Regions from separate parts of the Sus scrofa genome. Here region 1 is linked to region 2. Evidence: chromatin contacts called from public Hi-C data. All regions are on one chromosome and are shown on one strand. The core of a region is the stretch at or near the end of the contact, and the rest is flanking DNA. Distances in the headings are between cores, read along the strand shown.

The links. A called contact is a pair of places that touch in the nucleus more often than the background predicts.
Region 1: a contact with region 2 is called in a Hi-C map of liver, with 4 times the contacts expected there. The contact joins two enhancer-like sites. A contact is called at or near these places in 2 of 47 Hi-C or Micro-C datasets (embryonic fibroblasts and liver).

What each region holds. Positions count from the first base shown.
Region 1 is chr13:181,464,846-181,470,195 of Sscrofa11.1, forward strand. No RefSeq gene overlaps it. Among named protein-coding and RNA genes, the nearest start is that of MIRLET7C, 160 kb to the left of the region's middle. Within about 2 kb of position 3,591, at least 1 of the 83 cell types and tissues checked has an H3K27ac peak or open chromatin away from gene starts, as enhancers often do. A contact at or near this core is called in liver, where this site is marked.
Region 2 is chr13:181,295,293-181,300,232 of Sscrofa11.1, forward strand. It overlaps a transcript of LOC106508546 not described here. Among named protein-coding and RNA genes, the nearest start is that of MIR99A, 4.7 kb to the right of the region's middle. Within about 2 kb of position 3,294, at least 41 of the 83 cell types and tissues checked have an H3K27ac peak or open chromatin away from gene starts, as enhancers often do. A contact at or near this core is called in liver, where this site is marked.

The DNA.
Region 1 (5,350 bases), core at 2,341-4,840, 170 kb after region 2:
CTCCAAATACCACCCTTATATTGAGAATTCCCAAAGCAATACATGTATCCAAGATTTCGCTCCTAGATTTCAGGCCTGTACATCCAACGATTTTCTAGACACTTCCACTTAGACAAATTCAGCAGATGCTCAAGTGAATTTATCAAACTTACATCAGCAGATACACTGTTGAAGGCAACTGCCTTTGAGGAGAAAGACTAAAAGGTAAGGACAGAAAGACGGGATTAATGGAATCATTATCTGCATTTTAATATTTAAAAATGTGTATGCTGATTACTTTTATAGAGTTCTTTAAAACATTAAAAAAAATTAAACAACAAAAAGGAAAATCTTACCTTCTGTCTTGAAAAACAAGCATATCCCAAATGAAATTAGGGGTGCTGACACTATGGGGAAGGAAAAATACTCTATAAAGGGTTGAACCCCAGACACAAGCTAACAGAGAGGGAAGGATATTTTCTAATACACTCACGTCTGCACTTTCTCCTTCCATAATTGTGTAGCATCGAATTAAGTCTCTCCTGGATTTTTAAATTTTAAATGATAAACTAAGTTTCACCGCAAGGAGACAAATCTTACTATATTTTACATAGACCATTTGGTAATAAACTTTGACAAAAAAGAAAATGTTTGAACACTTAGGTAATAAATCATATGACATGATTCCTAAAGAATGATGGGTAATGATGAAAATGATTCCTAATACGTGGTGAGGTTGATTGTTTCCTCTCTTTTGGCTTATATAATTAACTTTAAAACATCCCTGCAAGGTGAAAGGAATTATACTTTTAATTTTTTAATCTAATGTTGAGCATATTCAATTAAGGCTGTCAACATAGCAGAGCTGATTTGTACCTGCTATTACAGACCTTGAAGAACAAACATGCTCTGGCTTAAGATTTGTATTAGCAATACAGAGACACAAGGAAAAGGTTGAAGATTAAGTGGAGGAACTTAACTGTCCACTCTCAATTCACCTGCTTCCAAAGACCCAAGTTAAGTAACAACATGTATTTTAAAGCACATGTGGTAATTGATTGTTTAGTTTAAATGAGATGAAACTTTTGACAATCAGAATTATGACTTCATTTTGAAATATTTCAGGTGTTTTATTGCTCCAAATAATCTAAGGATAATGGATTGTTCATCATGAACCATTTTCTCCCTGGAGTTCTGAGTTGTAGCAAACTGAACATCTCAGTGGTCAGACCTTATGATTTGATTTAGTGATACTGTGCCTTCTCCTTTAACTAGATTTTTTACAAGCTCACATACCTGTGGTCACTGTATTTCTGCCCCTGGGACTTTATTTCTACAAAGTAAATACTTCTGAACTAGTTATATTTTCTTAAAGATTATTCTTGCCCGTATTTTTTATCTTTATTCTTCTGAAGCCAATGCAAGCAAGTCAGTGTAAATGGACCTAAACATTTGCCATCTTCTTTTAAAAGGACCTGCCTATTGTGACAAAAGTTTTATGCTGATCTTTTTAGTTTCTGTTGGTACATTCTTGTTTTTAAGTTGGATTATATGGTTATAAAAACCAACCATATGTTTGATATTTATCTATTCCATCTGAGAGTCAAGGCCAGTTCTTTTACTTCAGCCTACAAATAATTGACAGTAGAGATTCGTTTTCAGGAGTCTAAGGATTATACAACTCCAAATACTGACTTTTTAAAAATATCTTTAAAAAATTATCACCTATTTAAGAAGCCACCATGGCCCTGTAATCATTTAAGAATTAATTTACATATATGCAGAACTGAAATGCTTGCTATAGAGTGCTAGAAGGATAGATGAAGAATAAGGTGGGTGTGGAGAGGGGTAAAAATAATACTTCTTTTTATGTCATTGTGATTTGTGAACCCTATGATGTGGCACCAATTTTAAATGAACCCAATGCCTTGTGATGGTGGCCTTATCCATTGTCAAAAGGGCTAAAAAGAATGCTACGTATTCACTCAGTGGTCCAATCTGTGTGACCCAGACAGGGTGTTGTCTATTTTAAAGATAGTTGAAAGTGTTGTACAAATTGCACAGATTTCATGAAACAAAGATAACTTACTGCAGAACAGGAGATTCTCCAGATGTACAGGCTGAGGAAATAGTTGAAGAGGAAAGACATAACGAGAGGAAGCAGATGACTCTGACGGAGGTTTTCAAAAGAGCTGTCACATCATGGCTCTCCTTTGGTTTCTGCAGATGCTGTTAGAACTAATCCTGATGATGAGTGATTTTACTTCACTTTATCTGCAGATCAACAAGGATTTTCTGGTAAATAAAGTTGCTTTCTTTCTGTTTTTTTTTATCTTTTTCTTCTCATTGAGCACAATGCCTTTTGCCATTTTTTAAGGGAAAAAATAAGCACTGAAAATTCAGCTTTATGGTAAAGGACTTTCGATGTAATTTTTTTTGCTTTCAGTTTGTTAAATATTTAGGATTTATTTTTGCTCTATTTTTAGTTAAAGCCTGATATTTTAATATATGTGAAATTACAGGCATTTAACATATTCTTCAACTGACTTCCATGATATATTTTTAGATAATACAAAGCTATTTGAAACAATAATATTCATAAATTTGGGGACTACTTATCATATACCTATATTATGTAAATATATTAAATGCCACAATATTGTCTTTAGTCTTTATTTTTGTGGCATTCAGAATTTAAACTATCAAATCATAGAAACACAAACTAGAGCAGGACCAATTCTAGACATTCAGATAAAGTAGCATTTTAATGCAACATATCATCCTGCCCAAATATATTAAAGCAATGAAGTCCTACTCTATAGCACAGGGAACTATATTCAGTCTCTTGGGATAGAACTTGATGGAAGATAATGTGAGAAAAAGAATATATATATATGTATGTCTGGGTCACTATGCTGTACAATATAAATTGACAGAACACTGTAAATCAACTACAGTCTAATTAAAAAAAAGATTTAAAAAATTCTAATTCAGATTTACACAGAACATTAGAGACTATCAAAATTGAAAATTGCTCATTTTTCCAACAAAGAGATTTAGTTTGATAAAAATCTAATATTTTTCTCAACATCACAGAACTAATCAGTAGATTCAGCCTGAGCATGAGATTTTCTGTTGCCCAATGTTCTTGCTTCTAACTCAAAAACTCAACTTGCTTTGGGGGAGATTCTTCTATGAAAATTATGATATAAATTAAAATCTATCCAGGTTATCTTAAAACATAGACATGTGTTTTGACACTGGGCTTAGTTAGGGAAAAAATTATTTTAAGTCATGAGAATGTTGACTATTATTATATGTAGGAATGACTCCAGTACATTCCAAGTTTGGAATCAAAGAATAAAGGAGTATGAGGGGAGAAAGCATATTTTACTGAGGTGGGGAGGAGGGCGGCTCACAATTACTGATAAGCCTCTCAAAAAACATTTCTAGAGCAAAAGAAAACAAAATAAACAATAAGAAAGTTCAAGAAAGAAGATTACTTGGGATACAAAGGAAAATGGTAAGCAAAGAAACAAGTACGACTTATGTCTTGTACCAACTAAATGTTAATGTGTAACAGCAGCTAGCTAAGTAAACAGGACAGGGGTGTTGGCAAAGGTGAAGGGAAATAGGCAAGTAAAAAAAGCATGATAAAATCCTTGCCTTAATTGGGAAGAGGTTATAGTTAGCGATGCATTTTAGATATTGATATAAAACTGCACTACGTATTCAATATTTGTACTCATAGGGAAATGGAAGAATGAAAATAGGATATATAATCTCCAAATCACCTGATGAAAGCAAAGAAACAAGATAAATACAATAGAAACATTAAAAATAAAGAAGTGGGCAGCAAATAGATAAGACAAATGTTTATCAAACCACTGAAGGTTAAGCAGTATTAATCTCAGATACAATAACATGTAAGAATCAAAGATCCAGATGGAAGAGAATTTTTTGGCAAGAAAAAGTTACACTAACAAAAACATAAGGTGAAATTAAAAATTCAATAATCATTAATTTAATAATTTAATGTTTTTCCTAAATCAACAGAATTCTTCCATTTTTGTGTTATACAATAGCTTTATGTGAGATAAATTTAATATTATTTATATAAATCACTTAAATATTTTGGAGCCAGTATTTTTAAAGTGGTAGACAGGACCTAAGTACAATACCTTAGACTGTCCTTATCTTTCATTCAAGTTTAAGTCTAGGTCACTTGGTGTCAGACTGGAGTAATGAACTCCAAATGTGTTGCAGTATTTGCTATTGTTTCTGGCAATGTTCTAGAGGGCGGGCAAGAGTGGGCAAAGCCAAACTCTTCTTCAGAAATTTTCAAATGACAGTGAACAATTTTTCATTCTTTCTCAGAATGTAAACAGCATTCATGTGATGAATCTGTGGACTAACCAGATTCTTTACAAAGAAGGTTTTCAAAATATGTAACAAGATTTGATTGCCCAATAATTCTAAATGAGACATTAACAGTATTCTTTCAGATCTCAAAAGTACTACAAAATTTTTCAGTGTTTCAGTTTTCCTTTCTCCTCATGCTAATTAGATGAGATTTTAATCTTAGAAACAACCCTACTGTGTTCTCCTTCTCATTTAACTGAAACGTTGGATCTTTATTCACGCTTTAATGATGGAAAGAATGGCAACGACGTCGCCACAATGAAGCCTCACTCTTGGGGTCCATGTTGCAGGACCAGTAGAGGTAAATCAGTTTGGGAATCAGAATAGGCGTGTGGCAATTCAGCTCCTCTTCAGCTGTGTCCCACATGTACTTAGCTCTGTGTCAGGAAAAACCTTTCAAGAGAAACTTCCACAAGCAAATGTCATCTGTGTTGTGAGACTAATCTGACTAGAACATACATATTTTTATCCTTTTCTAGCTTTCCACAATATGGATGATTGTTATAATAAAAGTCCCTTTATTGTGGGCCATACCCTTCCATGAATGAATGTGCCACTGGATTTAGTAATATTAATAAGTTGATAGTTTTAAAGTCTCTAAAAATGTATTCCTATATATAACTTTACTGTCAAAGTATTTGTTTGAATAAACAATCCAGTTATAAGTAAACTTGTTTGTGTGTTTCTCTCAGAATAGGAACTTTCTTTTTTAAATTTTTTAATTTTATTTTTTCTGATTTTTTTAATTAATTTAACCAATTGTTATTTAATACACACTGAACTTACCCCAATGCAGCTAAGAAATAAAAAAATAATAATTCCCAATCAAAAATCTAAAAGATGTATTTCCACTATGTTTAAACGAAAGTGAATGGTGATAAAGTTTGATTGCTTTAGGCAGTCAGCATTTTTGTGTGACTATAATACGGGGAATTTAATATCAATAAAA
Region 2 (4,940 bases), core at 2,044-4,543:
AACAAGCATGGTGCTAGGTACCCTGCTCTGACTTTGCAGGTATGGGGTGGGTGTTTGACTGGAAAAAAGTGGTATTGTCCTAGTGCTTTCTGTCTTTCTAGCCTGCTGCATTCCTGATTGGGGCTTTTTGGAGATTTTTTTGGTCTGCACTGGTTTCTGTCTCTGGGGGGCAGGCTTCTTCTGCTTCAAGTTTTGAATTTGTGAAGCAAACTTAAAATCCAGGGACCCTACCACCATATTGTTCCTTGGGTCCCGAGGTCCCTAACTGGATTATCTTCTCTCCATCTTTCAGAGTCTCCCTATGTTTGTTTTATTATATGCAATGTTCAGGGATTTGAGTTGTACTTAGGAGGATTTGGGTAAAACTACACCTACTCTATCTCTCTGGAAGTGAACATCTCCTCTGTCTTCTGCTTTTGTTTTTGCTTTTTAATTGGGAGAGCAACATAACACTTTTCACATGAGGTACTTTTAGGGATCAAACATAATTATGACAAACTGATTAATATATTTTGTATTAAAAAGAGAAACTTTAAAATAGCAAGACAGGAATTCCTGTTGTGGCACAGTGAAAACAAATCCAACTAATATCCATGAGGATGCGGGTTCAATCCCTGGTCTCACACAGTGAACTGTGGTGTAGGTCACAGATGCAGCTCGGATCCTGCATTGCTGTGGCTGTGACATAGGCCAGCAGCTGTAGCTCTCATTTGACCCCTAGCCTGATAACTTCCATATGCTGCCAGTGCAGCCCTAAACAGCAAAAAAAAAAAAAAAAAAAAAAAAAACGCAAGATGACAGAAATCATCTCTATCTGTAATCCATTTTTTAATATCTACTTTTCTTCCAATTTCCTATTCTTATCATTGTGTTTCTTGATGAGCAATAAATGCTCCTTCAGGACCCACAACACTTCTGTGAAGAAGTGAGCTTTTCTTACTTGAAAGTTCTTCCTGAATGACTCCCACCTGGGGGCATGTCCATTTGACTCATTGCTGTTCCCCTGTGTCTATCACACAGCCTGGCCACATACACCTACTTAAATAATTGCTGAATAAGTGAACGAGAACACAACATTTTCTTTCTGTGAGGACTTATCTACTTTCTTCTGGCTGTGCTAAAGCATGGGGCACATGTGTTGGCTGGGCTTGTTCCCCCACCAGGCACTCCAAGGCATGTGCTTAGGACAGTACTAAAATTTATCCACAATTTTGCAATCTAGAAAAAAAAAGCAAATTTTTAATTTCAGCACATGTGTAAGTTTTTATTTTATGGTTTAGAATTGTTTGTATTCTGAATTACATATGGGGAAAACATCAGAATGGTTTCCATGCATGTGCGTGTATGCATACTCACTCCTATCCTTCCTCAAGAAAGTGACTCAAAGACCATAACTCAAAAAAGACCAGAGACCGTTTCCAAGATATTTGCTAGATCCTTGAATTCTTTTGGTTTTGTTTATTTTTTTATAGGCAAGTAATGGTTTGATTACCTTTTCCAGTCTTTGTCTGGTATTGTGCAATATATATGTCTATATGTGAGTGTCTGTACATGGAGGAGGGATAACATTCATCCATAGTTTTGTAAGGCACTGAATATAATTTTAAAATTGTGCAAAGATAATTATAAAGATTCCCCATCTTAGAAAAACTGAAGCATTTTTTAATGCAGGAAAGGCAACCATAATTCTTTTTGGTACTACTGAGTATGTTTCGCTTAAATACTAATAGCACTTGCTTTCCCACTGAGCTATAGATTTTGCTTAAGGAAATGGTGAAAGATTTCATTCACTGTACTTTTGTTAGAAAGTATGGAAATGTTTGTCCACGGGAACTTCTGTCGCCTGTGAGAATGGAAATCCATTGAGGTGAGGGAACCCTTTCATTTGATTGCCTAGAAGCTGTTGATACATTCCTTGTATCTTTCAACGGGATCTTTCACGCCACACAGGAAAACTGTAGCTGGTGAAGGAACAGAAAGAGCACTTCTTCCATGAGTCAAATCTTAGCAAACTTGCACAGCAGCTGTGCTAGGTACTGCTGAGGATTACCCCAGGACCCAGTTGCAGGGGTGTGCGCGGTTGAAGAGACAACTGGCATCCCTCAGGGGACCACTTTGACGGAGATTGAAGCAATAATGCATCCCCACTGCTGCTGGAGGATATTGTGGCCGTGTAGTACAAAACTGGTGCCAGATAAAAATCAGAAAGTAATAAAAAGCAAGACAAAACTCAAGAGCTTTTCAATCTTAATGCAAGGGACTAAAACAAACGTCCTGGGCTTGTTGCATTCACTCAGAAAGGAAAAGGGGGCAGGGGAAGGGAAAACTTGCAGAGACTTCAGTCTTTTCCTTTGAGAACCATTTGTGTTGTGAAATAAAGTTACGGAGTAGGCATGTTCAGACCTTTATTTGCTACATTTAGTCTGAAGGATTCCCCCCCAGCACACACACACCCTTAACTACAAGAAGCCAGAGTTTTCTGTGCAAACTGAAACAGGCGTTGCAAGAATCAGATTCACTTTGGACGACTCTTCACATTCCAAGTCATCATTGCATTAGGCAGCACAATTCCATCTCTGGTTGATGGGCAGAAAAAGTGGGCAGCTTGCCAGGTAGACGTTTCCATGACTCCCAGCCCCCAAAGGTGATGCGTTTTTCAGCTAATTCAATGAAGAGTGGGCTGAACTTTGGGTCTAAACGAGACAATAGCTGCCTTCGCAGTATCAGCAGAATGGTTGATGGGAATGCACTCTACATTTGGCAGAGAATCATGTGACCTTACGACTGAGATTTTGTGATGGTGCCAACGGAGACTTGGAAAGCAGCAACCGTCCTGACTTTTTTCTTCTTTTCTAGCATGGCTCAGAAAATGGTGGATCTTAATACTTGACTTTAGCCAGACTCAGCAAGCGACTGAGCTTTGAAGCACAACTTCGCCTTTATTCTGGGTTTTTGGCAGGCCACCAGGAGGCTGTCCCTTTCACGCCTGATAAATTCTGCTGCTTATCTCTAAATAGAAAAAAAAAAAAAAGAAAGAAAGAAAGAACATATAAACAGAATATTGAGGCATAACAAGTGAATCCTAAAATTGTGTGTGCTTTTTTTGTTTTTTTGCCTTTTCTTACCGCTGATTTTTTAAAACGTTAATACCCTTTCTGCTTGCTGAAGAATCCAAGTAGGTTTTTTTTTTTTTTTTTTTTTTTGGTTTATAATGAACAGGCATTTGAACTGGGCAAACAGGACGACAGCAGCAGTGAGCATGAGATCATTGCAGCAGTGTAGCAAACTGGCACCCTGCCTTCTCACCCTTTTGGTTCAGGAGACAAACGTGTGCAATCCTCATTTCTAAAGTCAGCACAGCCTGGAAGGATTCCTGGTCTCTCCCACCTTCTACCATTCTGCTGCCAGGGACGGCAAGGATTGGTGCAGCTTCTGCGCAGTGCTTTGTGCCTGGAATACCGAGAAGCAAGAAAAAGAAGACAAGCACCCTGGTCCTTTTTTCCAAGAAATAGCAGGAGCCATGAAGAAAAAAAAATCTGAGTTTGTCCTACTCCTTGCAACAGTGCTGGGAAAAAAAGAGAGAGAGAGAGAAAGAGACGCTCCTGCTCAAAAACAAAAACAAAAACAAACAAACAAAAATCCAAACCAAAACAAACCAAAAAAAAAAAAAAAAAAAAGCCAACATTGGCTTGTATAACTACAGAGACATCGGGCTTTGTAAAGCAGCTTTGTAAGGCAACATAAGCAAATGAGCCTTCTTTATTTTGTATTATTTCCAAAACATGGCATAATAAGCAATATATTGCTCTTGGTGAAATCGCACCTTTCATATCAGGTATAACTTTTTTTTGTTGTTTCTTTTTAAGCCTACTGTTATGTAAAAGGGGATCCTTGAACTTTCAATTTACTCTGATTTAACTCATCACCCACTTTACTCTTATTAACTTTTTCCTTTTGCTCTCTTGCTCTAATCCTGATTAGAATAGAAACTTTAGTAAAAATAGAAAAATCTCTATGCAAAAGATGGTACCTGTTTTTATTTTTGTTATACATAGAAGTTTTGGAAAAACATTAATATATTATCTGTGCTTATTGTGTACAGTATTAGTTTTTGCTGTCTAAGAAAAGTGAGCATTTAGCCCTGGTTGGTAAAGAAACTAAACCTTTCATGTGCCGTTGACTCATAATTTAAAATGTGAAAGAAGAAACTTTTTCAACTTCAAAAAAGAGGTCGTGTTAGAATATATATTAAACTTCTGATAAATAAAATTTAGTTTGGGGGAGGCTATATTTAAATTACTTACCAGGATTTCAGTGTAACAAATAGAGATGAAAATATCATGTTCTCAGTTGCTAAGTAGAAAAAAGCTTTTTCCACAATAATACTGACTGTTAAAATATATTTAAAAGAATAATTTGTCTTAGAGCTATTGCTGAGAGTGTTGGAAATATCTATTATTTTAGTAGAAAAAGTACATACAAACTTGTTTTTAGTTTAAAGCAGTGTATTGGATCAGCAGATAAATGCATTGCATTCTAATTATTTTGTCTGTTTGTAGAAGTAAATTGCTAAGCAATTGAAGCATTTTATAACAAAAACCCAGTTTTTCCTGGTTCAATGAGAAAGGATTAGCTGATATATTCCACCTATTTTAATTTCCATTAAAACTGTTTCAAAACATGTTTTAAAATTGTTAAAGAGAGAAAATGTTTTTAAGTACATAGCGTATATAGAGTATAATTTTCATGTTAAGAATTGATACTATATTTTCCATAAAAATAATAAACTTTAAGCAAACTGTTCTGCTTTTAAAATCATATTTTATTGTAATAAAAATATATAAACAATGAGAAAATACTGTAGAACTTATAAATTCTACCTTTTTTTAATTCTACAAAGAATTGTGGGAAATAACAAATACCTAATATACTGATAACAT